Regions from separate parts of the Mus musculus genome. Here all the other regions are linked to region 1. Evidence: chromatin contacts called from public Micro-C and promoter capture Hi-C data. All regions are on one chromosome and are shown on one strand. The core of a region is the stretch at or near the end of the contact, and the rest is flanking DNA. Distances in the headings are between cores, read along the strand shown. Region 1 holds the start of Pde8a (phosphodiesterase 8A). Region 2 holds the start of Idh2 (isocitrate dehydrogenase 2 (NADP+), mitochondrial). Region 3 holds the start of Sema4b (sema domain, immunoglobulin domain (Ig), transmembrane domain (TM) and short cytoplasmic domain, (semaphorin) 4B). Region 4 holds the start of Polg (polymerase (DNA directed), gamma). Region 5 holds the start of Zfp710 (zinc finger protein 710).

Evidence for each region. Promoter capture Hi-C pulls out the DNA fragments that hold promoters and counts their contacts. Hi-C and Micro-C count contacts between places; a contact is called where the count stands out from the background. Capture Hi-C pulls out chosen DNA fragments and counts their contacts.
Region 2: a promoter capture Hi-C map of liver shows a contact between it and region 1, with 3 times the contacts expected there. The contact joins the promoter of Idh2 here to the promoter of Pde8a in region 1. A contact is called at or near these places in 4 of 39 promoter capture datasets (liver, neutrophils and pre-B cells), 2 of 115 datasets of contacts at active chromatin or transcription factors (memory CD8 T cells and thymic regulatory T cells) and 1 of 9 other capture datasets (liver).
Region 3: a contact with region 1 is called in a Micro-C map of embryonic stem cells, with 3 times the contacts expected there. The contact joins the promoter of Sema4b here to the promoter of Pde8a in region 1. A contact is called at or near these places in 2 of 39 promoter capture datasets (both in liver) and 2 of 484 Hi-C or Micro-C datasets (both in embryonic stem cells).
Region 4: a contact with region 1 is called in a promoter capture Hi-C map of liver, with 4 times the contacts expected there. The contact joins the promoter of Polg here to the promoter of Pde8a in region 1. A contact is called at or near these places in 2 of 9 other capture datasets (adipose tissue and liver).
Region 5: a promoter capture Hi-C map of adipose tissue shows a contact between it and region 1, with 4 times the contacts expected there. The contact joins the promoter of Zfp710 here to the promoter of Pde8a in region 1. A contact is called at or near these places in 1 of 115 datasets of contacts at active chromatin or transcription factors (thymic regulatory T cells) and 2 of 9 other capture datasets (adipose tissue and liver).

What each region holds. Positions count from the first base shown.
Region 1 is chr7:81,210,095-81,214,716 of GRCm38.p6, forward strand. Pde8a (phosphodiesterase 8A) reads left to right here and starts at 3,171. Exons shown (of 22, transcript NM_008803.3): 1 at 3,171-3,994. The coding sequence starts at 3,821. Gm44968 (a long non-coding RNA gene) reads left to right here. Exons shown (of 3, transcript XR_003946808.1): 2 at 1-104; 3 at 415-693.
Region 2 is chr7:80,113,179-80,117,807 of GRCm38.p6, forward strand. It overlaps Idh2 (isocitrate dehydrogenase 2 (NADP+), mitochondrial), which reads right to left and starts at 2,172. Exons shown (of 11, transcript NM_173011.2): 1 at 1,984-2,172. The coding sequence starts at 2,098.
Region 3 is chr7:80,196,262-80,201,080 of GRCm38.p6, forward strand. It overlaps Sema4b (sema domain, immunoglobulin domain (Ig), transmembrane domain (TM) and short cytoplasmic domain, (semaphorin) 4B), which reads left to right and starts at 2,327. Exons shown (of 14, transcript NM_001360135.2): 1 at 2,327-2,509. The coding sequence starts at 2,392.
Region 4 is chr7:79,463,285-79,468,013 of GRCm38.p6, forward strand. Polg (polymerase (DNA directed), gamma) reads right to left here and starts at 2,989. Exons shown (of 23, transcript NM_017462.3): 1 at 2,786-2,989; 2 at 1,320-2,087. The coding sequence starts at 1,927. n-TRtcg5 (a tRNA gene) reads left to right here and starts at 3,135; the gene lies at 3,135-3,207.
Region 5 is chr7:80,023,002-80,028,153 of GRCm38.p6, forward strand. It overlaps Zfp710 (zinc finger protein 710), which reads left to right and starts at 3,227. Exons shown (of 5, transcript NM_175433.5): 1 at 3,227-3,482.

The sequences.
Region 1 (4,622 bases), core at 1,921-4,420:
CACAGTGGTTATTACAGGCATTTGACATCGGTCAGCCCATCTAATCTCGGAGAGGCAGATATTGCTAATCCTAGATCCGCAGCAGAGAAAATCAGCTCACAGAGGTGAAGTCGGCAGTCCAAGGTCTAGCAAAGGGCAAGCTGGGAGTCAGATCTCAAGCTGTCAGAATGCTCTGTCCTTCATCAGCCAAGTTTGATGTGGGGGGGAAAGGAGATGAGGAGCTGTAGGGAAACCTTTGCAGCAGTAGTCTTTGGGAATGGCTGACCCCCCCCCCCCCCCCCCCGTGGAGAAGACAGGCAGGCTCCAGAACTGGCTAGTGGGATCAGCTTTGGGGGAAGCAGGGAAACAAAAAAGGGTTGGGTTTAGACAGGAAAGCTGCTCCTGCCTCTCGAGAACAGATCTCTCCCCCCCCAGCCCCTAGGACTGTGGAGTCTCCTGAGAACAGCTGATTTGTAAACTGAAGCCACCAGGAAGGAGATCAGAAGTTACTGAAGTTACGCTTGAGTCCGGGGAGTAAGAACTGAAATGCACGTTCAATTACAAGTTGGAGCCACTCTGGTCAGAGTTCCGATGCCCACCAGGAATGGGTGGTGATGCTGGTAGATTCTGCTTGTGTTAGTGAGGCTCCTGCTGGCCAGCACTGTTGGGGGCAGGATATCTACTCTGTACAGGACTCAGATAGTTCATGAGTTACCTGAGACTCTTGGTGATTTTTAAGTTTTTAAAAAATGTATATGAATGTTCTGCCTGCATGTATATATGTGCACCATATGCATGCCTGGTACCTTTGGAGGTCAGAAGTCATCTAATCCCCCAAAGCTGGAGTTGCAGATAGTCATGAGCCACCACGGGGTGTGTGTGTGGGGGGGAGGGGGGTTGGGAACCAAACCGGGTCTTCTGCAAGTGCTTTTAACCTCTGAGCCAACTCTGTAGGCCTCTTTATTTTTTAAAATTTCAACAGAGACTTGCTATATAGACTGCCTGGCCATCATTCAGGGCAACCCTTCTGTCTCAGTCTGGGATAATGAGCTTAAGCCACCACTCCCAGCGCTGGTGGGAGTCTTTTAAAAATTTATTTTGCATGCAGGTCTGTGTGTTTGTGTGTTTGTGTGCAAGACAGAAGAGGGGATCAGATCCCCTAGAGCTGGAGTTACACCTGGCATGGGTGCTGGGAATCAACCTTAAGTTCTCTGCAAGTACCCTACTAGCTTGTAGCCACTGAGCCATCTCTCATCCATGGTGGGATTCTTCACCTGCCCAGGAAGTTCTGGGGGACTTATGGGTGGCACCCGTCAGAAAGCTTTAGGTTGTTTCTGTCAGTGTGACCCACCTTTTATAGTCACAGTCACAGGTTTCATGGGTTATGTTAAAGACCTACAGGTAGATTCCAGCCAGAGGGGTGGTTGGTGGTGGTGGGATGAATTCCTGTCCACAGCTCCAACACTGTGACCCTGGCCAAGGTTACAGAGAATTAAAAAACAAAAACAAAAAAAACGGGCTCCTTTTACAAGACCCAGGAGTAAACTGATGGCTCCAATTGCCAGAGTGTCTTTCTTAGCCTCAGGTTCCAAATCTGTGGGTTCCTAAATTGCAGGGTGAGAAATCAGTTTCAAAATGAGAGAGAAAGGAGTTGGGGGGGGGGGGGGGACGACGACGACAGAATCCAACTCAGGATCAGAGAGAGATTGGGGAAGGTACGGATCTGTCTTTGGTCTCTAGCTAGCCTCCTTTCCTCAGCCCCACCCTGCTATTGACATCAAGCTCAAGGATCCCTAAGACAAAGCAGGGCCGCTGTGAGCCAGTCCGCGAGGGGAGGGCCGGGGCTTCCTGGAGCTTCACTAGCAAGGTCACTGTGGAGTTGTCAAGGCCAGACTTTTGGTGGGCGGAGAGAAGAGCCTTAGACTTGTACGTGCATCTTGGCTAAAGGCAATTTCTCTAGGGATCCAGCTACCAGCTGAAAAAAAACAAAACAAAACAAAAAAAAACAAAACAAAAAATCTACCCTCTAAGACTGCTAGTTGAAAACACCACAGACTGGGTGGAATAACGGGTGTCAGTACAAAAACTTTTCCTGTTTTTCAAGACACCTTGGAGGAGCCAGTCATATTTTTATAGGACAGCGTGCTTTAACTTGACAAAGGAGCCGCGTGCCAAAGGCCAGAAAAGAGAACCAGTTTCTAAAGCTGCTCCAGCCTTATCCGCTCCGGAAGCCGCCCTGTATCCTCCTTTGGTGGCGAAGATCGATGCTCAAGGACGTTGCAGCTGCCACAGGGACCAAGCACCTGTGTCTGTCACAGCAGGGACTTCAGCCCGGAGCACATCTCCGGGTCTTAACAGTAGCCAGTCCGCGGGCAGGAGTCTCAGCCACTCAGGGTCGCACCCGGGTGCGTGTAGGAAAGGTGTGGACTGAGGAAAGGAAGCTACGTCCCGGTCCCGCCAGGGTCCCGGTGGACCTAGAGAGCAAAGAAGGGCGGGAAGGCCCTCGAAGTGGCTGGCTCTGGGTATCAGATGCACACCCAGGGGCGTCGCCCTCCAGTTTCAGCTACCGAGAGGTTAAGAGACTCATCTGGAGTCACACAGCTAGCTATCTGGTAGCACTTGGGGGGCTGCAGTTCTGATCCCTGCTGGACGGACGCACAACTCTTCATTTGGTTCGGATCCTTGGGACTGTCGAACCTGGAATCGTCCTTTGGTTAAGAGGACCGGCTTTCCCTAACCAACTTCGAAATATTGCAGTCCCACAGGTCTGAGTGCAACCAGAGGCGTGACGTGCCAGGTCTTGGAGCAAGGGCTATCCCTGGTAATAACGCCTGGGACCTGGAGTGTAGTTCCCCATGGACTTCGGAACGCTTCGGACTGAGGTCCTTCCAACTGGTCTCTTAACGGACGATAGCTCCAAATCTCAAACACAGTGACCTGACAGTGAACGAACTCGGTAGCCCCTGAAGCAGAATGGCTCTGTATCCTTCAGCAAGTCCTTTCCTTTCTCCGGACGGGCTGGCTAGGTGCCCCTGCGGTCGCGGCCGCGCATGCTCTTGGACGGGCGGTACAGGGAGCGGGCGGCGGGCGCCCCAGCTGCTTTGCATTGACGCCAGCAGCCGCTGGAGGTCACCGCTGGGGGCTGGGCGCGGCGAGTTGCCCGCAAGACGCGGTCCGGAGCACGGAGCGGGAGTCTCGGATGCTCAACTCCTGGCTCGCGCAGCCGCCTCGGCGCTTCTCGACGGCGCGGCCCGACCGGAGTCGAGGCGCTCGCTCCGTCAGCGAGCGGGTCCCCAGCTCGGAGTGCGGGCGCCGAGGGCTGGGCTCCCCTACGGTAGCCCGACTAGGGGCGCTCACCCAGCCGTCCGCCGGGCCGAGGAGAGGCACCGCCAGGCGAGCGAGCGCCCGTTTCCTCGAGAGTCAGACGAGGCGAGGGCGGCGGTGCAAACGCGGCGCGGGCTCGCGGCTCCCGGTGGCGAGAGCGCAAATCTCCACCCCCGACATTTCCCCGGAAGCGCGGCGGCTGCGGCGCGCGCGGCGATGTGAGGGAGACAGCGGCGGCTCCCGCCTCAGGAAGGGCATGTTCGGAGGGGCGTCCGCGGCGCGCCTCTCGCCCCAGCGCCCCCTCCCCACGGCCGCCGCGCCCGCAGCGCAATAAAAGGGGCGGCCGCGCTTCCTGACGCGAGACCCGCGCTTGCCGCCGCCGCCCACCCGCCTGCCCGCCCGCCCGCTCAGGCCGCGATGACACGGCGCCCGCGGCGGCCCCGAGGCGCCGGGCGGGCCGTTTGCTGACCGGATCGCGGCTGCCCGCCAGCGAGTCCGCGGTGCCGCCGCCGCCAGTATGGGCTGCGCCCCGAGCATCCACACTTCCGAAAACCGAACGTTTAGCCACAGCGACGGCGAGGACGAGGACGTGGACGTGGACGTCCCGGGCCCCGCGCCGAGATCTATTCAGCGATGGTCGACCGCGCCCGGGCTCGTGGAGCCTCAGCCTCGGGATAACGGCGCCTCGAAGGTGAGCCGCACTGGGAGGGCGGGGAAACAAACGCGGGGCACTGGGGGCCCTCTAGGCAGCCGCCCTGGCGTTGACCGACGCCAGCCGCCCGCGTTTGCGGGCTGTCGCGGACCGAGGCTTAACAGGGCTATGACGCGGCGCCGCGGGATCCGCCGTGTCCGTTCCTTCCCGGCCGGGGTCGGACGCGGCGAGTCAGTTTTCTCCCAGCGGGGTGGGTGGGGGACCCGGGATATCCCCGGCACGTTCCTGACATGGTAAACCAGAGTGCACTTTGCTCTGGCATTCCCAGAGTAGAAAGGCAAGGGTTGTCCGCACTGGGAAGGGTCTTAGATGCCACCAGTTCCCCCCCCCCCTCACCCCCTGCCTAGCTTATCCCAACCTCTGTCCTCTCATTGCACAAGCAGTTTCACTTTTCCACTTTTTTGGGGGCCATTGAAATGTAACCTGGAACATAGGTTTGGCTTCACTGCACGCTTTATCTGAAGTTCAGGTTTGTTAGCATACGTGTGGTATTTAAAGCCTGTGTAATTAGAAAATACTACTGGAGACGTGACCGTGACCCTCGAAGGATTCAGCAGGGCGAAGTTAATTTTGTATGGAGGCAGTCTGCCTGGGACTTGCAGGGTTT
Region 2 (4,629 bases), core at 922-3,421, 1.1 Mb before region 1:
GGCAAATAGGGTCACAGGTGGCATACGTACAAACATAAATTCAGGGGAATTGATACAAGTTAAATAAAAATAAACGAGTCTTTAAGTATCTATCTAAAAAGTTAAGGTGAGGAAATGACAAAGTTTCTAACCAGGAGTAGAATAAAGGGAGTCTAAGTAAATGCTCTGTCCTCTGGAGAGGCCGAATCTCTTCCCAAGGTCCTAGAGGGGCCAGCAAGCGGCTGCTGGAAGTTGCAAGTGGGAACCAAGGGACAGCAAAGACATTGGATGTTGTTGGTTGGTTGGTTGGTTTGGTTTTAATCACCTCCCCACTTGGAGACCTTCAGAAAGGACCTTCCACTGGCTGCTTTTTAAAATGTGTATCCAGATTAGGGGTGGGGGTGTGTGGCTCATGCCTTTAATCCGAGCACTTGGGAGGCAGAAACAAGTGGATCTCGGAGCTTGGACCAGTCTGGTCTGCACAGCGAGTTCCAGGACAGCCAGGACAAAATGGAGACCCTGGCCTCAAAAAACCAAAATAAATAAACAAAATGAGTATCCAAATTCAGGATCCCAAAGTAGCCTTATTTTCTTGTTAGTGCAGTTTCTTAAGGTAGTTTTGTTAGTTAGTTAGTTAGTTAGTTAGTTAGTTAGTTAGTTAGTTTTGGTATTACCATTTTACCAGACTCCTCAAAAGAGAGAAAAGATGAAAAAGAGGAAAACCACTGAGTGCCTTTAACTTCTACCATATTTTGCTGCAAAGCTGCCATATGTGGGTCTTGAAGGCCTGAGGCACTTGATGGGGCTTCAGAGGTTAGAGGCAGATCCCAAGAACACAAAAACATGTATGTCCCTTTCTCCTTGGCAAAGGGGAGTGTCAAGGGCCCCGCCCTCTCCCTCCTCCTGGCCCCCAGCTTCGGTCAGCTGCTCCCACGGTGAGTTAACGATTACCACTCTAGCCAGAACAAACCCCATAGCCAAACCCACCCCCTCTTCCTCATTCCTCTGGCTAACCCCAAGGGGTTTTGAGCCAGGTCAGGATAGAATTTCCGTGGCAACAGGCATCAAAAGAGGCCACCAAGTGCTCTACATTGTTCCGTGCCTTTTGTAGCAAGGCGCTGAGTAGCAAGGGTATGAAAGATGCCCACATGCCAGGTTGGGCAATCTGTTAGTAATGGAGACTCTAAAACCCTGATTATTTTGTCCGGAGTTGCGCCTTCACGTCTAAGAAGTAAGCTGAAGGCAACGCAGAGATCTCATGGGAACGACTGACTGCAGAAAAATGACAATATGCGTGCAGTGCCAGGTCTCCACAGCTTGTATGCCAGGCAGGACCCACTCACATGCAGCAGCTCGTGGTTGGCCCAGCAAGGGGCCAGGAGAGGGCCCAGACTGAGCGTCCTGCGCAGCGAAGGGTGGGGGAGTGGCAGAGAAACAAAAGCGGGAAAAATGGAAGGACATTCCTCCAGCTGTCGAGTAAAGGTTCCAAAAATAGCTGACGTGGGCCTGTTGGAGAGGAGGGACCAGAGTACGCAGGGATTGGAGAGAAGGGGAAGTGGAGGCCTCTCCTCCTCGCCTTTGTCTGAGCCGGGAGCGCGAGGTGACCCTCCTCTGCCTAGGGCTGCAGCAGGCCGCTCCAGCCCCTCTTGGTCGCTTGTCCCCTCCAAAGGCCCAAGGCAGTCATGATACCCCACCCTGGGTCCAGGTACCTCTGGAAATGCTCCCCCGGAATACCTGGAGAACCCCAGCCCTGATAGGACCCAGCAATCCCGCCCCAGGCCACCAGCTGCCACTATCCCCTGGGTCCCCACCCCTGCGCCTGCAGCGGCCCAGGCGCGCGGGGCGCGGGAGCTCGGTGTAAGGCCACCTCCCGGCCCTTTGTAACCCGCACGCCGCTGTTCCCCGACCGCCGGCGTGTCGCGAGTGGCACTCCAGGGTCCCCCTCCCGGGACGTCGCCACGTCGCAGCGCTGCACGCGAGCCCGCCCCCCGGTGCGACACTCACAGTGGCGCCGCGGCTGCTCCGGCCAGCTGGGGACAGTCAGTGCTGCCGGTGCCCAGGTCCGCGCTGAGCCCGAGGCTCTGCAGAGCGAGCTCACAGCCCGCAGGTAGCCGGCCATCCCGAGCACGCGAGGTCCGAGCACGCCGCTGCACCGGGCTGTGCGGTGGGGACTCTAGGCTGGCCCTGGTGGCTGGGACCCAACCGGGGCGGAGCTGCAGAACCTGCCGCCCCATTGGGTCTCACCCGGGAGAAGGCGGGTCCACGCCAGGGCAGGAGCCTGCTCGACACCCTTGGGCCTGTTCCAGAGCTCAGGCGGCCCCAGTGCTGAGCCCGCGCTTTCTGGGAGCCTCCATATATCCTCAAAGCATCAGGTACCGGGGAGACCCATCGGGCCGCGGGGGCTCACGGCTGCAAGACTCCCCGCTTCCGTTAGAATGTCAGCTGCAGACACGTCGCCTTAGTCCCCTGCGTCCTTTGCGTTTAGCTGACCGACGGACCTGAGGCGCTTTCATCAAGACAATGACAAGCTTTGCCGTCTTGAACCTAGACCATGGCAACTTGGGTCTCCCCCAGGTAGCGTCCAGTTGGGTGGACTAACCAGGATCGAGAGTTGAAATGCCAAGTACGGTGGAGGCAAGAGGATGAGAAGTTAGGCTACATACCAAGTTCTAGACCAGCCTGGGCTATATGAGACGCTGCGGGGCGGGGCGGGGGGGGGGGCGGCTGGAAATCCTCCTTCTGCTCCTGACTAGGCCAAACTCCTAGCCCCAAAGTCCTTCATCATGGCCGACTCTGTCTCTTCTGGACATAAGAGTGCCTGCCAGGAGACTTCTGTGACATTTGTGTGTAAAGGTTTGAGGTATGTTCATCCTTCAATAGTACAACCACTGCCCAAGTTAATTATATTCTATGCTAGTAGTTATGTAGCCCTGAAGGAAAGCCCATGTCTCCTATATCCTAGGCAAAGGTCCATCCACAACCCAGCCCAACAGCTCCTAGTTTACCTGTTTGCGTGGGGAAACAAACAGAAACATACAAGCTAAATCCATCACTGTTCATTTTCTTGAAGTAGGGGTCACTGAAGTCTGGGTTTTGTGTATCAAATATCACAAATCCACCCCAGCTCTCCCAGTCACACCAACTCACTCCAGATGAGAGCAACCTTTCTGCCCTGTGCTCCCAGCTTCCCAACCCAGCTTCACAGTGTTGTCAGGTGGAGCTATGCCAGGAAAGTGGCCTTGAACTGCCAACATCAAAGCTTCCCTCCTGGAGTCTCAATCCATCCGAGTCACAGATTTGGTTCTGGGATCCAGTACAGAGAGTATATGCAAAGGAGAGACATCTGGGTCCCTCCAGGGACTGAGGAAAGGAATAGGAAAGTCTGGCCTGGGGCAGCATGTTCCAGAACAGTCTGAGAGCCCTTCTACGAGATTCCCAGTTCTCTTGTGTAAACACCGGTAAAGACCACAGAGGTTGTTGACTTGGGCTTTCATGCCATCCTGGAAATACCAGACCCCTGGACTCCAGGATCCACACGTGCAAGGTCGGAGAACAGACTTCCTATGCATCTTTCTAGACCAGTTAGAGTATGGATGAAGGTCAGCTACCTGCACTGCCTCTGTGATTGCTGCTGAAGCACAAGGGGCTTCTACATAGCAGACTCCGTCTCAGAGTTCTGCCAAGTCACTACCCAGCCTCAGTGTCTGCGGGCGGACCAAGGCAGAAGTCTTCATGTTTCTAGAACCATCCCAGGCAAACCTTCTAAGTGCAGCATCAGTTAGAACCAGTTGAGACAAGGTCACTTTCTTCTTCCTTTTCTTCCTCTTCTGCTTCTTGTCGCTCTGAGACAGGGTTTCTTCTCTGTAGAATCCTGGTTATCCTGGAACTTGGTATATAGATCAGGCTGGCCTCAAACTCAGAGATCTATCTAATTCTGCCTCCCCAGTGCTGAGATTAAAGGCAAGGGCCACCACTGTGCAGCTGGCAAGGTCACTTTTTAAACTGCCCAGCTTGTTGCCTGCTCCTAGGAGTGACTAGATCACTCCTAGTGATCTGTGAGGCAGCTGGGTTTAGCAGAGCTCAGAGTGGAAAGGACACCATTTCAAGTCATATGGCCAGGATGTAGTTCAAACCAAATTATCTGGCTGACACCCCAATATTTGCTTAAGGGGAGAAGAGAGAAACTAGGGACTCTGTTTTTCTTGTTGGGCACTCCTGGCCATGGTAATTTCTAAAAATTATTAATTTATGTGTATAGTTGTTTTGCCTGCATGTGTGTCTGTGTACCACATGCATATATGATTGGTAGTCTCAAAGCCAGAAGACAATGCAGATCTGGAGTTACAGACAGTTGTGAGCTGCCATATTGGTCTGGGAATTGAACCCAGGTCCTCTGGAAGAGTTAGCTCTTAACCTCCAAGCCATCTCTCCAGCCCCACACAGACATTTTAGACCCTGAAAGTTTTTCCGTGATGATGATGATTGTCTTAGTTAGATTTTTACTGCTGTGATCAGACGTCATGACCAAGGCAACTCTTATTAGGATATTTAATTGGGACTGGCTTACAGGTTCAGAGGTTCAATCCATTATCATCAAGGTGGAAACATGGAAATGTCCAGGCAGGCACGGAGCTGGAGGTGCTGAGAGTT
Region 3 (4,819 bases), core at 1,077-3,576, 1.0 Mb before region 1:
GCCATGTGTACAGGCACCATTCCAGAGGCTTGGGAGGTTGAGCAGGGGAAAGCTGCACCTAGACTTTCATTTTATTTATGTATGTATTTATTTAAGTTCTGTTTTCGGTTTGTTGTTGTCTGAGACAGAGTTTCACATAGCCTCGATTGGCCTCAAGCTTGTTATGTACCTGAGGCTGCCTTGGATTCCTGATCCTACCCGCCCTTCACCTGCCAAGTGCTAGAATTAAATACCACCATTTCCAGCTGACTTTAGAAATTTATTTTCAGCCGGGCAGTGGTGGTACATGCTTTTAGTCCCAGTACTTGGGGGGTGGGGGTGGGGGTCAGAGGAAGGAGGATTTTTGTGAGTTCAAGGCTAGCCTGGTCTACAGGAGTTCCAGGACAGTCAAGACTACACGGAGAAACCTGGTATCATAAATAAAGACAGCCAGACAGATAAGATAAATGAATCTGAGGCTGGAGTGATGGCTCAGCAATAAGAGCGCTGGCTGCTCTTCTGGAGGCCCCGGGTTCAATTCCCAGCATCTTCTTTTATTTATTTATTTATTTATTTATTTATTTATTATATGTAAGTACACTGTAGCTGTCTTCAGACACTCCAGAAGAGGGAGTCAGATCTCGTTATGGATGGTTGTGAGCCACCATGTGGTTGCTGGGATTTGAACTCAGGACCTTCAGAAGAGCAGTCGGGTGCTCTTACCCACTGAGCCATCTCACCAGCCCTCCCAGCATCTTCATAACTGGAGTCAGGAACTCCAGTTCCAGGGAGTCTCAAACCCTCACACTGACAGATACATGTAAAAAAAAATTTTTTTTTTTAGACAGGATATCTCTGTGTAGCCTTGCTGTCCTGGAACTGGCTCTGTAAAACTCAAGAGATCTTCCTGCTTCTGACTCCCAGGTTGATGGGATTAAAGGCCTGGGCTACAGGCCTGACCTTGAAACAGTATTTAAAGTGCTATTTATTTCATGTGCATTGGTGTTTTGCCTGCATATATATTTTATGTTACACACACAAACACACAGGTCAGAGGTCACAGCTTGTGGAGTAGACTCTGTCTACTGTGTTTGAGAAGAGATTAACAGGAGGAAAGGAAGCAGCAGTTAGAGCAGAAACAGTACATTTCAGATGATGGGTTAACCAGTGCAATTGGACATGTGGCATATGAGAAAAGACACGAGACTGTAGAAGGATGTCAGGGTGGTGACAGTACAGGAGTTGTGGAGCATGGGGAAGTCTGGATGTAAGAAAGAAGACCTGAGACCATCCAAGAGCTTGTCTGCTCTGACTGCCACCTGCCTGTGGGGGTGGGGAGGAGAGTAGAAAGATGTGGCTCTGGAACTGCCCACATGGGCACACATGGGCAGCAGCGAGTGCAGTGTAGCTTCGACAACTGCAGAAAAGTCTGGGGGAAGTGGTTTCATTGCCACAAGAACAATGAACACATATTTTTAAGTTTTTAATTTTATCCATTCACCTAGGAAAAGCTGAAACGGGTTTCCAAAACCTTGATGTCTTTGTTGATCTCCCCCTCTTTATTTCCCTCTATTCCTTTGCTGTGGCTCCACCAAATTGACTTCAGATTGGGGTACCTGCGGGTGGATACCTCTGGCGTCTCATTCCAGCCTTAGGGAATCCTTTCCTATGCTCAGCCACGTGCTGGTTGTGGGGGGGAAGGTCTAGCCTCTTTGGCAGTGCAGTCCGTGAAATCCTAATTATCCCACTTGAACTGATTCTGCGCCGGCCCCGGGCTTCGCGTGGACAGAATTCTAAGCATGGACAACCGAGCAGAGTATCTAGATTCTAGACCATGCATAGACCTCTCGCGGAAGTAAGACTGGAAAGCTACCAGTCTCCGTCTCAGAGTCTGCACAGCTCCCAGAGCGGGGGTGGGGGTAGGTAGGGGGCATGTGGGGCAGGGTTCCCGGGAGCCGGAAGGAGGGCGGGTCCGTGCGGCTTTGCGAGCTCCTCGGTCTCCGGGCTTCAGGTCCCCAGGCTCTGCTCCGCTCCCCCTCCCCCCCAGTGCCCCAAGTCGGGTGACTCGATCCAGCGCCCCTCGTACTTCAGCGCCCAGGAAGGAGGAAGGGGAAAGAGCTGGGCAAGGACCAGCTAGGAGGCCCGCCTACCCGTCGACTTCCTGCTCCGCGCCCTCCTCCCTGCGGCGAGAGCGCGGGGCTTTCACCCGCAGCACTGGGCAGAGGGAGCCTACGGTGCGGCGGCCCACGTGACCACCTTCCCTGCCGCCCACCCCCAGGTCCAGAGGCGGAGGCCGAGGGAAGGACTCCGGGCCGAACCGCGGGGCGGGGCTCCAGCCTGCGATTCCACTTGAGCAACCTGAGCCGGAGGAGGACGCCGCTGCCTGCTGCGGTCCGAGCTCCACGCGCCGCGATGGGCCGGGCGAGCCGCTCCGCTGTCCTGCGGCGCGCGCTGCTGCTGCTGCTGCTACTGCTGCTGCTGCGGACGACGACTACGCGGGCGCTCGGCCCCCGGATCAGTGTGCCGCTGGGTAAGTGCTATGGGGCGCGGCAGAAGGAGGGGAGCGCGGGCAACGAGATGCTTGGTGGGGTGGCCACGACAAAGGAGAGGTTGAGGTCCACTAGGACCAGGAAAGCAGTTGTGGTCAAAGCGAAAGAGGAGGGAAAGCTAGGGAGCTGAGAGCCCTTTTCTTCCATTTTCTATCTGGACTTGGAGAGGGCCGCTTTCTTGCTCGGTTGCAGCTGCTCTTGCTCGGAGGGAGCACACTCGGCACTAGGGGCCTCAGGTGCCAGCCATCCTGCCTACTCATTTACTTGTCTTTGATGCTGACCAGAGTCAGCCTTGGAGCCACCAACGGCACGGGGCTGAGGGCACTGCTGCTGGCCGTGCTATAAACTCTGGGCTTATGATATTCTCAGTCAGCCACAGCAGAGCCTGGAGTTTGGCGGGTGGGTGCCAGGTCTTTCCTCCCTGCCGGCCCATCTCTGACTGATCGACCTGGAGAATTCACCCCCTACTCCAAACACAGGGACTTGGAAACTGACATTGCGAAGACCCATCTGTACCCTGTCTAGAGGGGCCTGAGGGTATCACCCTGGTGGGCCACATTCCTTTTTTGGTGGTTTACAGCTGCCCCTGGCTGCCTGTGTTTCCAATCCTCCACTCATTCTTTACTTCCCTTAGTCTGATCGCCCCTGAACCTTTTCCAGGGAACCTCAACGTTTGGAATTCTAGGGACTTAGCCCAGTAAGTACTTCCTACTGCCCGCACTCCAGCTTCCTCCCCTGCAAAGTCGCCTCAGGCTTAGATACCTTGCAAAGTCATCTTGGGAAATTCATAAAACTTGGTGCATTCGGAGGGCATCAGGCACATAGGTGCCAACAGACAATGTTTGGCCAAACCCCTCTAAATTGCAAACTGTCACTGTGAGTTAGTGCATAAATTAGAGGTTACAGACTAAAACTCTACCAGACTTCCTACTCCATATTTGCATCCCCACCCCTAAAAGCATCCCATTTGCAAAAGGATAGAATCAGCTCTTCAGTTAAGGCCCCTAACAGGATCTCAGTCCCTTATCCAAAACATTGTTGGTAGCTCAAGTTCAAATCCTGTCTCAGCCACTTAGTTCCCACATGACCTTAAGTAAACAACTTCTCTGTGCCTTGATTTCTTCATCTGTAAAATGGGATATTAGCGCCTTGCTCAAGGCGCAGCTCATTACCAGTTGCAAAGTCCTTAGGATAGGGCTTGGTACAGAAACCTCTCAGCGGGTGTTTGCTGTCATTCTTGTTATGTTAAACTCGGACCACTCCTGCATGGAACTGGGTGGTTCGCTGTGGGTGGGGATGGTTCTAGAGTTCACTGCTGCTCCTTGGGAGTTCTGTTCTTGAAGTGAGAAATGACTGAAATCGGAACCCAGGACTGATGCTCTGCCACTTTAAAACACTTACTTAGCTTGTGTGTGGGTGTAAGGGCACACGAAAACATGACGTACATGTGGAGGTCAGTGAGGTCAGAGGGCAGCTGGTGAAATCCTCCCTCAGCCGTGTGGATCTCAGGACCTAAGCTCAGGTCCTCAGGTTTGGTGTCAAAAATCCCTTTCCCTGATGCGCCACCTCCCCATGACCCCCTCACCTTGTTGACCCAGGGTGGAGGTATGAGCTAGGTATGGAACCTGTCCTGTGTTAGGTGTGTTAGGCTCTGAGCCATACATACCCCTTGCTGCTTCTGTCATCCTGTGTTTCCCTAGAGCTCTCAGCCCTCCCGAGGCTGCAACCCTTTAATGCAGTCCCTCAGGTTGTGATGACCCCCAACCATAAATTACTTTTGTTACTGCTTCATAGTTGTAAATTTGCTAATGGGCTGAGGCCCGCATGTTGAGAGCTGCTGTCCCAGCCGTAAGGAAGGGGCTGTGAGATAGAGACACGTGCCCCTGTGGATCCCGCTTACGCCTGGGGAAGGCAGGACTAGCTTTTGGGGCTACACCAAACACAGTAGGTCTTTTGCCTTAGGGAGTGATGTGAAGACTTGATAGGGGCGTAGAGAGGCCCTTCTTCCTGGGAGAGCATCTGTCTTGGGTTAGCTGTATAGTTCCAGGACCTGGCCACCTCCCACAATTCCCTGATCATTCAAGGCTGCCACAGGTGGGCAGTGTGTGACTTGTGCACTGTACAGAGGTATTTAGCTGAGGGGTTGAAAGGGCTGGCAGGCCAGGAACACAATTTTATTGTGTTTGCGGGACGGATTCTAGGTTCTGCCTGGGGGGGGGGATGGGGGGGGGATGCTTTTTCAGTCCTCCCTAAGCTCTGCAGCGTTGTAGCCATGCCCAGCCACCTCACCA
Region 4 (4,729 bases), core at 1,739-4,238, 1.7 Mb before region 1:
CCTTCTGGGAGGCCCAGCTGTCTGCCCCACTCCTACAGGCTGTGTGCTGGTCAGGTTATACACCCGGGTGGCAGGTAACGTGGACATGCTGTCCACAGCTATAACAGTCACATGACAAGGAGAAAGGTCTTCGCGCAAGCCCAGACCTCAGCACTGGCTTCTGCAGTCAGGCAGACTCTGTGGTGCCCCCAGGCCCACTGACAGAATGGAATGAGAATGGAGGCAGAATGGGAAGGAGAGAGAAGTGAGGAAGATGGAAAGGTGGAAAGGAAGAACAGGGACTTGACCTGTCCAAAAATGCCCAACTGACCAAAAACCTCATGGGCACTGCTTCCGTCCAGCCACCCAAACCTGCTCTATCTTTTCAGACGATGGCTTGCTGTTCCCCTGGACTCTGGCCACCACGTCACATGAGCCCTGTGCTTCTTATCTCAGCTTCAACTAAGTCACCGAGGACGAAACCATCTAGATGCGCTCGTTCCAGCCAGGAGTGCCTACCTTAGCTATTTAGCCATGCTTTCACCATTTTCAACTGCATATATAACATTTCGCAGCTTTCTTTACAAAGATGGAGCTTCCAATAGGAATAAAGAAACTGCCAACTTTTTTTTTTTTTTTTTTTTTTTTTTTTGCTGGCCATGCCTGAAAGCATTAAGGCTGTAAATAGTATTTTAATCCTGGAACGAAGAAGAATAAAAAGGGGGAGAAACAGTACTGCCATCATTGCTTGAAAAAGAAACCTGGGTAGCACTTAGAAAGTTATTTAAAAAGAAAAGGAAGAGACTGGATATACTTCTTTGAGACCAAAATCTCTACTTAGGAGGAAGTACTAATTCTTGGCTGGGGGGTGGGCAAGACTAGGCTACCTTCACGGGCATTCGGAAAGATCTGGCATTTACGGAAGACACTGGGGATGTGAGCACTGTAAACCGCCTAGAGCAATCCCACCTCAGGAACACCTTCCTGTGCAAACTAACCGTCGGCACTCCCAAAACCAAACACGGGACAAATGGCTTTTCAGACTAACTTCTCACGGAAGCTTCTTGGGGGTCAGGATTGAGGCACAAACTCGTGGTCATCTTAAATGGTCTCTCAGTCTGTCTCAAACACAACACGGTATCCTCCGAATGGGCCCTGATATGCGCTTGGGTGTTGCCTGGAGCCTATGCACCTTCCCACCATAGCGAGCCTCACAGAAGCAGGATTAAGCAGGTTGAGTAACCTGCACACAGAGGGAACTCAGAAAATGTTCTCCGAACCAAACCATTAAGCTGGGCCCCCTACAAACGGTAGTCCCCTGTTGCTAACCCCCGACTTACCAGGCCGAGGGGGATATGGCCACCGCCAAAGTGGGGCAGGTTCCCTCTGCCAAGCAGACCTCCACGTCGAACACCAGGGCCCGCTCCTCGGGGATGGCCACGGGTTCGGCCTCCCCCTCGGGGCCGTACCGGGTCCAGCCCTCCGCCCAGGCCCAGCTCTTGGGCTCGGGGGGCAATTGGGCCTCCAATAACGAGGCGGCCGCCTCCAAGTAAGGCAGGCTCTGCTTCTGGGCCAGGAGGCGGAAGTGCTGGTCCAGGTTGCCCCCGAAGAGCCGGGGCAGGCGCAGCTCCACGTCTGGCAAGGGCGTGGCCGGCTGCCCCCAGAGCCCGTGCTTCTGCAGGTGCTCTACGCTGCGCTGCACCGCGGCCTCGTCGGGCATTTCCCCGCCGCACCCGAAGATCTGCTCGTGCAGGCCTCTCGACAACATCTGGATGAGCAGAGGGTTGAGCCGCAGCTGCCCATTCTCGGAGGAGGGCATTTGCGACGGCGGCCGCCCGTCGCTGGGGACGGGGTCGAGGACGGAGCTGGAGACCCAGCGCGCGGTTGCTGGTACTGGCCCTGAGGCGACCTTGGCGCCAGCCACCTTCTTCCAGAGCAGGCGGCTCATGGTTGGTGCAGGGAGCCCCCCGCTGTGAGTCGGGGCACCGGGCTTTGGGCTCCAGCTTGACTGCTTTTAGTGGCCGAAAGACTCAGAGAGAGACGCGTCCCCTCTCTGTGCTCCTGTCAGTGAAATAGGTCTCACCATGCCTGCCTTCCTCACACAAGTCCTAAAGGAGACAGACGATAAAAGTGTTATTACAAGTGTCACGGACTTGAACAAACCGCTTATCCCGCAACAAACATCTGCTGCGTGCCAAACAAGCATTTTCTCCACTTGATCTTAGCCAAAAGGCCAGAGCGGAGTAGGGACATTTTTCTGTTACGCCTCCAACAACCTTAAGAAATGGCACTGCCCCCTCCCGAGGACAGGGCCACACCGGCTCGGCAGTTAACTTGGGAGAAGCCGCTGGAGATGCTGAAATGGGGAGACGCAGACAGACCAGGGTTCTGGCTCTCCAACTGCGTGACCTTGGCCCAGCTCCTTAGGCCCCGACCTCCTCCTCTGTAAAATGGGGTTAAGAACTCTAGAGCCACGGGCCACTGCTGTAAGAGTGGCAGAGGGCGCGCTCGTCGAGTGGCCCTAACCCCAGTAGGCGCTCGGCAGACAGCAGTTGCCAGTCCCACCCCGCCGGCGGCCCGAGGGCCTAGCGCCCCAACTTCGAAACCCGCCGAACGAGCCACAGCCTCGGGGTCCGCACCCACACCCGGGCGGGCCTAGGGCGCCCTGGTCGGGGCGTCGGCGGCCACCCCCGCACGCCGGGACACAGGGTCCCCGCCGCAGCCGCCGCCCTGCTCCCGGCCCGGCTTCCCGAGTGGAGAGGGAGCAGCCGCGCCCGGCCCTCCCCCTGCCGAGCCCGCCGGAAACCTCGGTCCGCTTCGCGCTTCCCGTTCTGCGGCAGCCCACAGCCCCGGCGACGACGCGGCGTCCGCGGCGCGCGGCCCACGCAGCCTCAGGGTGGCGTGCGGTCTCGGGAGCAGCCGCAACTTCCCGTCTGCGCGAACTGGGTCCCGCGGCTACCCAGAGGCAGGCGGGAGACTCCCCCGAGCGTCCAATAAGAGCGCCGCCAATGGAGCCGCCCGCCCGCGGGGGTGCAGAGGGACTTCCGGGTGAGGTCCTCCGCTACTTCCCTCCCCACGGAAAAGATAGACCAGTCTGACGCGAGCCTGAAGGCGGCTACACGCTTTAAGCTAAGTAAAGGCACCTTCTCGCTGGCGGCCGCGTGGCCTAATGGATAAGGCGTCTGACTTCGGATCAGAAGATTGCAGGTTCGAGTCCTGCCGCGGTCGACTTGTATGTTGTTTTTATCTGTCAGTTTGTTAATCCCAAGATTCCCTTTGGAAATAAAGCGAAATTGACCGTAGTGGTTATGACCAACTTCTAGTCTAAACTTAATTCTTGGAACTCAAGGATCTGAGCAAACAACTGTCAGGGTGACACATTGCTTAAACGGTGACAGCGGTCGAGAGCCTTGTCCCGGATGGAGAGTGGAGCAAACGGAGCACGTGCCGTCCGAAGTCTAGATTTGTCACCTATGGACCGCAAAGGCTAAGCCTCGATGGAGTCTCCTCCCTCCTATCCCGGACAATGATGCTGGGGGTTGATGCTGTTGAGTCCGATTGGTCGCGCCCACCGGGCACAGCTGAAGCACGTCCCGCTTCAGAGATCTGTCAATCTCTGGGTCCACCTCCCGTTGCTCCGGTTGTTTCTGCTCCCAGCTCTCCGTAGAGGGTCAGCTGCAAAGGGTCAGGCGAATATGGCCTGGGTGAATAACTGGGACCCAGGGATTCAAGTCGAGAGTCCCGTACGAGGAAAGAAAAGATCAGGATTGCTTCAGGCAGACTAGGGGGCACAAGCAGCTGATTAGGGAAAAAATTCGGACCGCGCTGAACGGCAGCCCCCACTTCCAACCAGCGAGACCACCCGGACGCTGAGAACTGTGTACAGGAGAGAGGGTCTTTGACTTTTTTCAGGAGTCGCTCCTCTATCCGCTTTTCCTGTCACTAGCAGCGGCAGGGACTCATACAGAACCCTTCTCCTTTCTCCTTTTCTTAGTTTCTTCCCCCTCTTTTGTCTGTCTGTCTGTCGGCCTGTTTGCTTGTTTGTTTGTTTTTAACGATGAGGTCTCACATTGTAACTTAGAACTTACGCGGTAGCCCTGGCTGCCCTCCCGCCTCAGTGCTTGAACTACAAATATCCACAATCTAGCTCTCCAGCTGAGACATTCTTATACATTTTTCTAGATGTACTTAATAGACATAAAGTGATTTTTGTTTGTTTGATTGGTTGGTTATCAGTTTTATATATATACACACACAAACCAGAGTCAACTAGATAAGAGATTCCTTATTTTGTGATTCTTCTTGCTTTTACATAACTTTGCTCAGTTTATTTTGCTATAAGGTGAAAAAGGAGAGGCTCTTAACTCAGGAAGCCTCCGAGCAGGAAAAACAATTTCATTTTTATTTCATAGTCTCCTACTGAAATTCAGTGTTCTCTTCATCTGTGAGCCTAGGCAAGCTGCCACGTGGCGCTAGCCATACCCGTGCCTTGTTCTCAACGGTGTTATACTCGCTGTAAATTTTTCAAAACTTTGATTGCAGCCATTGGAGTTTCAAAGAGCGGTAGCTGCGAGGAAGAGCCTAGAAACTGCGATTTAATGGACTAACAAACCCCGCATCATCAGGAAGCAGTGATGCACATCTTCAACCCCAGAACGCTGTGTTGGAGCCCTCCCCTGGGCTGTGGGAATAGCTCAGTGGGGGGAAGAGCATGGCTTGCAAGAGCGAGCACCTACCTGAAGCCGTGAAG
Region 5 (5,152 bases), core at 1,977-4,476, 1.2 Mb before region 1:
TACCTCTGAGCTGTATTCCCAGCCCTCTTTTTTACATTTTATTTGGAGACATGATCTCCATTTGTAGCCCAGGCTGGCCTTCAACTTTGGATCCTTCTGACTCAGTCTCCTAAGTAGCTAGAATAGTTCTTTTATTTACCTCCATTTCTATAAAGCAGGCCACTGGGTCTAAGTTATTTCCTGTTAGTCACTTGGAAGTTCAGGAAGCTGGCAAGTGAAAAGGAATAAACAGACTATTTCTTTGCCACCAACCCTGTCCCACTACCTGTGCCCACAACCCATAACCTCCCTCACTCCCTAGCTTGTACTCTGTATTACACCAAGTACTTGAAGTCTTTCTTTTTCTTTCTTTCCTTTCTTTTTAAAGACAGGACTTCTCTACAAAGTCTAGATTAGCTTGGGACTCCTTATGTAGACCAGGATGTGTCAAAGTCAGAGCTCCACCTGCGTCTATTTCTTCCGAGAGTGGGGATTAAAGGCGTGTATCACAGGTCTGGCTGCTAAAACTCAACTGTTCCTTGAGTTTAGAGGAATGTCCCTTCTTGCCCCGTAGGCAAATTGTTCTCTCCCAAGTTTTTTATGTTGTTTTGAGATAAGGTCTGTAGATCCAGGCAGTCCAGCAACTATGTAGACTAGGCTAGCCTTAAAGTCACCAAGATCTGCTTGCCTCGACTCCCCAAGTTCTGGGATTAAAGACCCGTGCCACAACACCTGGCTCCATCTCATGCTCTTGGCTGGCACATCCCTATTTATCTAGAAGTGATTTCCAGGAAACCTTCGCTGGCCAGCCTTGCCCAAGCCCCTGTGAGTTGCTTTCTCAATGCCCTCATAAGGCACCTAGCTACCTGTTGTCTCTCCCAGCCCCACCCCAAACCCCTTTTTTGAGGAGTCTCAGATAGCCCAGCCTAGAACTGGCTACATAGCTTGGGCTGACCTTGAACTTCTGCTCTTCCTGTCTCTACCTTCCAGAAGCTGGGATTTCAATCCATGCACAACTGTGCCTCCCTCTTTTTAGTTTTGTTGAGACAAAGTCTTGCCATAATGGCCTTGGCTAATATATTATTCAATATGTAGTCTGTGCTTGCCTAAAACTCCTGGCAATCCTCTTGTCTCAGCTTTCCAAGTGCTGGGACTACAAGTATGCACCAATGATGCCTGACTGAGGCCCAGCTCTCTCGGGCTCCTACCAGTTTGCAAAGCCAGAACAAGGAGATGGTGTCTCTGGTGGTTAAGTCCTTAGTTGCAGGCTGGGGAGCTGGCAGGAAGCAGGCACAGAAGCGAATGGTTGTTGAATGACTATTTGACTGTCAGAGAGGACTTTGTCTTTTTTTGAGAAAATATGACTTGGGTGTTCTGGAGAGGGCAGGTGATGACAGAACTGTGGCTTCCAGCATTCCCTGTTGGCTGGTGAAGGTGCTGAGGTCACTAGAGACCCAGTGTGCTGAGCCTGAAATCACGGGGTCCTTCTTGCTGAACCAAACTCTCTGGCTTCTGTTTTCTCACTCCTTGCCAGAAATAAATCATGTTCTGAGTGACTGGAGTCATTGCTCACAGCTCCGTGAGCTGGTGTAGGGTGGGGCGAGGGGCAGTGGCCTTGGGGCTCCTGTCATTAAAGACCCAGGCCTTTGGGCTGGGGGGAGGGGAAGGAGTGGCTGGTCCTATCCCTGGGAGGCTGCAGTCATTGGGGGAGAGACAATGGGGCTCTGCATCTGCTCCTCGCTGGGAGAAGGGACCCTCCAGTGAAAAGCCAGGGAGAGCAGGGAAGTGTGGGAGGAATTGATGAGAAGGGGTGGAGCCAAGGAGATGCAGCCCGGAGGAAGGAGGGAAGGGGAAGGAAGAGCGCAGGGAGGGGAGAGGATCCAGGCTTCCCTTCAGCTCGGTGACCTGGTCCGGAGCCACAGCTTCCCTCGCTTTGTCTGGGCCCGCCGAGACCTCACGTTTCTCGCCCAGCTGCAGCCCCAGTCCAAGGGCCAGGCATCCAGCAGGTGCTCAATACTTACTTGGGAAAATAAGAAATGTGGCCAACTTTGCTCTGGGAACTTTTCCCCCGTGTTGTCTCCACTCCTCTGGAGAAGCCGAAGACAGAGCTGGTCTTGGGAGCACGCCCAGGCGCCCCATGAATAATTGACCCTTGGTGGCGACACTGCCCCGCTCTGTCCGCGGGCTCCGTACCCGCCCATGCGTCGGAGTCGAGCGGCGCAGCTCTTGAGTGGCGGGTGTCCGGGAGGTTGGAGGCGGGGTGTCCGGCCTGTCCCAGAGCTGGGAGGAGGCCAGGCTATGCCGAACCCCGGGCCCCGCGGGGAGCCACAAGGGCCCAGACCTCAGCGAACGACCACGCCTCGGCGCCCTCCAGCAGTGCACCCCGGGGTCGAGCCTAGGCCCTGGGCTTGGGGAGGATGCGAGGGACCCCGAACTCCTCTGAACCCCATTCGCACCCGGGTCCCGGTGATAGCAGCCGGGGCCGTTCCCTCGAGTCTGACCGTCCAGGGCTCTGCGAACAGCTGTTTAAAGGCTCTTTACTGTTGAGGGCTCTGCGGCGACGTTTGCTCTAAGTCCCATCTGCCCACTTAAAAAATATATTAAGTGAAGAGCACCCCCAGCTTCCACCCCTGACTGGGGAGGGGGCAGGTTGAGCCCTAACCCGTATTCGGAAGGACTGGCCACTCGGGCTCCCCCGACCCCAACCCCCATTAGCTCTTATTTGGGATAGGGCACCCCAGACTTCCTGGGGGCTGCTCTCTGGAGCCCCCTTTGTGCCTGGCAGGGACAGCCCCCCCATTTCCATGCGAGGTTCTGACGCTCCCTTCTCCCCCGCTTGTTAATCTTTGTTCCCCTTTTCTGCTGAGAGGAGGGGAAAAAAAAGAGGGAGAGGGCGAAAGAAAAGAAGGAAAAAGGCGTGACTCGATTTTCAAACGAAACTCCCACAGCAAACAAAACCCTTTTAGAGAAATAAAGGAGGAAGGAGGAAGAAAAGAGGGAAGGGGAAGAAAAAAAAGAGAAGCCTCCAGGCTTGCAATTCGAGTAGGAGAGTTGCAGCGAGAGAAAGAAAGAAAAGAAGAAAAATCCTCTCTGCGGTAGAAAGAGAAAAAGAAAACTTGGGCCGAGGAGAGGGGGGTGCTGGGGGGGTGGAAGGAAGTGAGAAAACAAAAGAGAGATAAAAGGGCTGCTTTTCTGTCTCTCTTCCTCTGCGAGCAGGCTTAGGAGGAGCTGTTTAGCATCCCTTCACGTCAGCCCTGCCTCATTCCCTTCTTCCAGGGAGGGAGAGAGCGCGAGCGAGAGAGCGAGCGAGCGCGAGAGAGAGCAGGAGGGAGAGAGAGAGGGGGGGAGAAAGAGAGGAGCCGGAGGGAGGGTGGCAGAGCAGGGCGGGCGCGCGTGGAGGCGGCGCGCAGCTGCAACCCGGGCGGTGGGCAGCAGGAGCCCCCGGCCCGCCCGGCCCGGCCAGCCGAGGGCCCCCAGCGCGAGGAGCCGCGCCCGGACCCAGGGTGAGTGTCCCGCGAGCCCGCGGCCCCGCCAGCCCCCGGGCGGCCCGCGGCGGGGTGGCTGGGGGGCGCGGGGGTGGGTCGCTGCGGCCGCGGTCGACCCGCCCCCCGCCTCTCCCCGGGGACGGCGGCGCGCAGGCAAACATGTCGTCTTTTCCTTTCACTTCCACATTCCCTCATGCCGGAGAGCTGGAGCGAGAGAAGGGGAAAGAGAGAGAGATGGCGTCTGGAGGGGGGGAGGAGGAGGGAGGAGAGGGGGAAGGGAAGGAGAGAGGAGAGAGAGAGACAGAGAGAGAGAGAGAGGAGAGAGAGAGAGAGAGAGAGAGAGAGAGAGAGAGAGAGAGAGAGAGAGAGAGAGAGAGAGAGAGAGAGAGAGAGAGAGAGAGAGAGAGAGAGAGAGAGAGAGAGAGAGAGAGAGAGAGAGAGAGAGAGAGAGAGAGAGAGAGAGAGAGAGAGAGAGAGAGAGAGAGGCACAGGCAGAGAAGCAGCAAAATGAAAGGAAAGCGCGGCGGTAGCGTGGGAGGCCGGGGAGGCGGCGGCGGCGGTCTCCGGCCCGCACGTGGGTGTCGCGGCGCTCGGGGATGCTCCCCCCGCACCCGGCCCGGGACTCAAAGTTTCACCCTTCGCCGCCCCGCCCCTGCGGCTGCCCACAAACTTTTTACTCCGGGAGCGGGTGGGGTGGCCGCGCGGCCCGGCCGGCAGGGTGGCTAGGGCTCAGCGCGCAGCTGGCGTGCCGGGCGCCCCTCGAGGGCAGCGGGCGTCACCAGCGCGGGACCCCGGCCCACCTCGGTGGCCCCGTCTCCGACCTGTTGAAGGCGCACCCCCCGGGCCGGGAACCGGTGGGCAGATCCCCACGGCAGATCTCGAGCCTCCCGTGGCTCGGCCTCCCTTCCTCGCCGCCCCCTCTCCCTCTCCTCGCGGTCATTTTCCTAATTGGACGGAGCTGTGGGGCGTGATCGTCGGCGTCAGACGGAGGAGCCCCCCGAATCGGGTGGTCTTCCCTCCACGACTCTCAGACCCCACCGAGCCGGCCTCGGTGCTACCCCCCACCCCTCCGCCCCAGCTGCGGACTTGCTAACTCGTGCGTAGCGGGTTGTTGGTTTTCTTTCTTTTTTTTTTTTTTTTTTCAACTTGCCTTTTAAGATGACTTTTATGGTCCCTGCAACTGCTTCCCTCCAGTCTAAACTGTAGTTTGGGAAGATTTAAGAGGCCAGGGAGGTGCTTGTGTGGGCTTTAACTAATCCAAAACGGTCATTAATGTATCTCTACGCCCTGCGTGATGGTTCCGACCAGGCCGAGCAGTAGTCTGGGTGTGTTTTCACCCGGACACTGCAGAGTTCCTTCACGGTCTTAGCGGCCAGTCTGCCAGTGAGGGGACACTTGACCTGCGGGCCCTGTGCCCTATCTTCGAAGGGCACTCTGAGCACCTTTCTTTCCGTTCACAATGGAAACTCTCCGCCACTGTCCACCTGAAGACTTAACTAGTCCCTGTGGGTACCCCGGAAGCTCACAAAACTCCCCCACAGGTGTGCGGAGGACTTTGTGCTGTTGGGGGTCATCCAGCCAGCTTTGACGCTGCCCTCTCAGCCTTGCCTTTGTACGTGTGTAAGTAAAAAAGCAAAGTTCATTTCTGCCGAAGAGAAGAACTGGTGTATGGGAACAGGAGCGGGGGT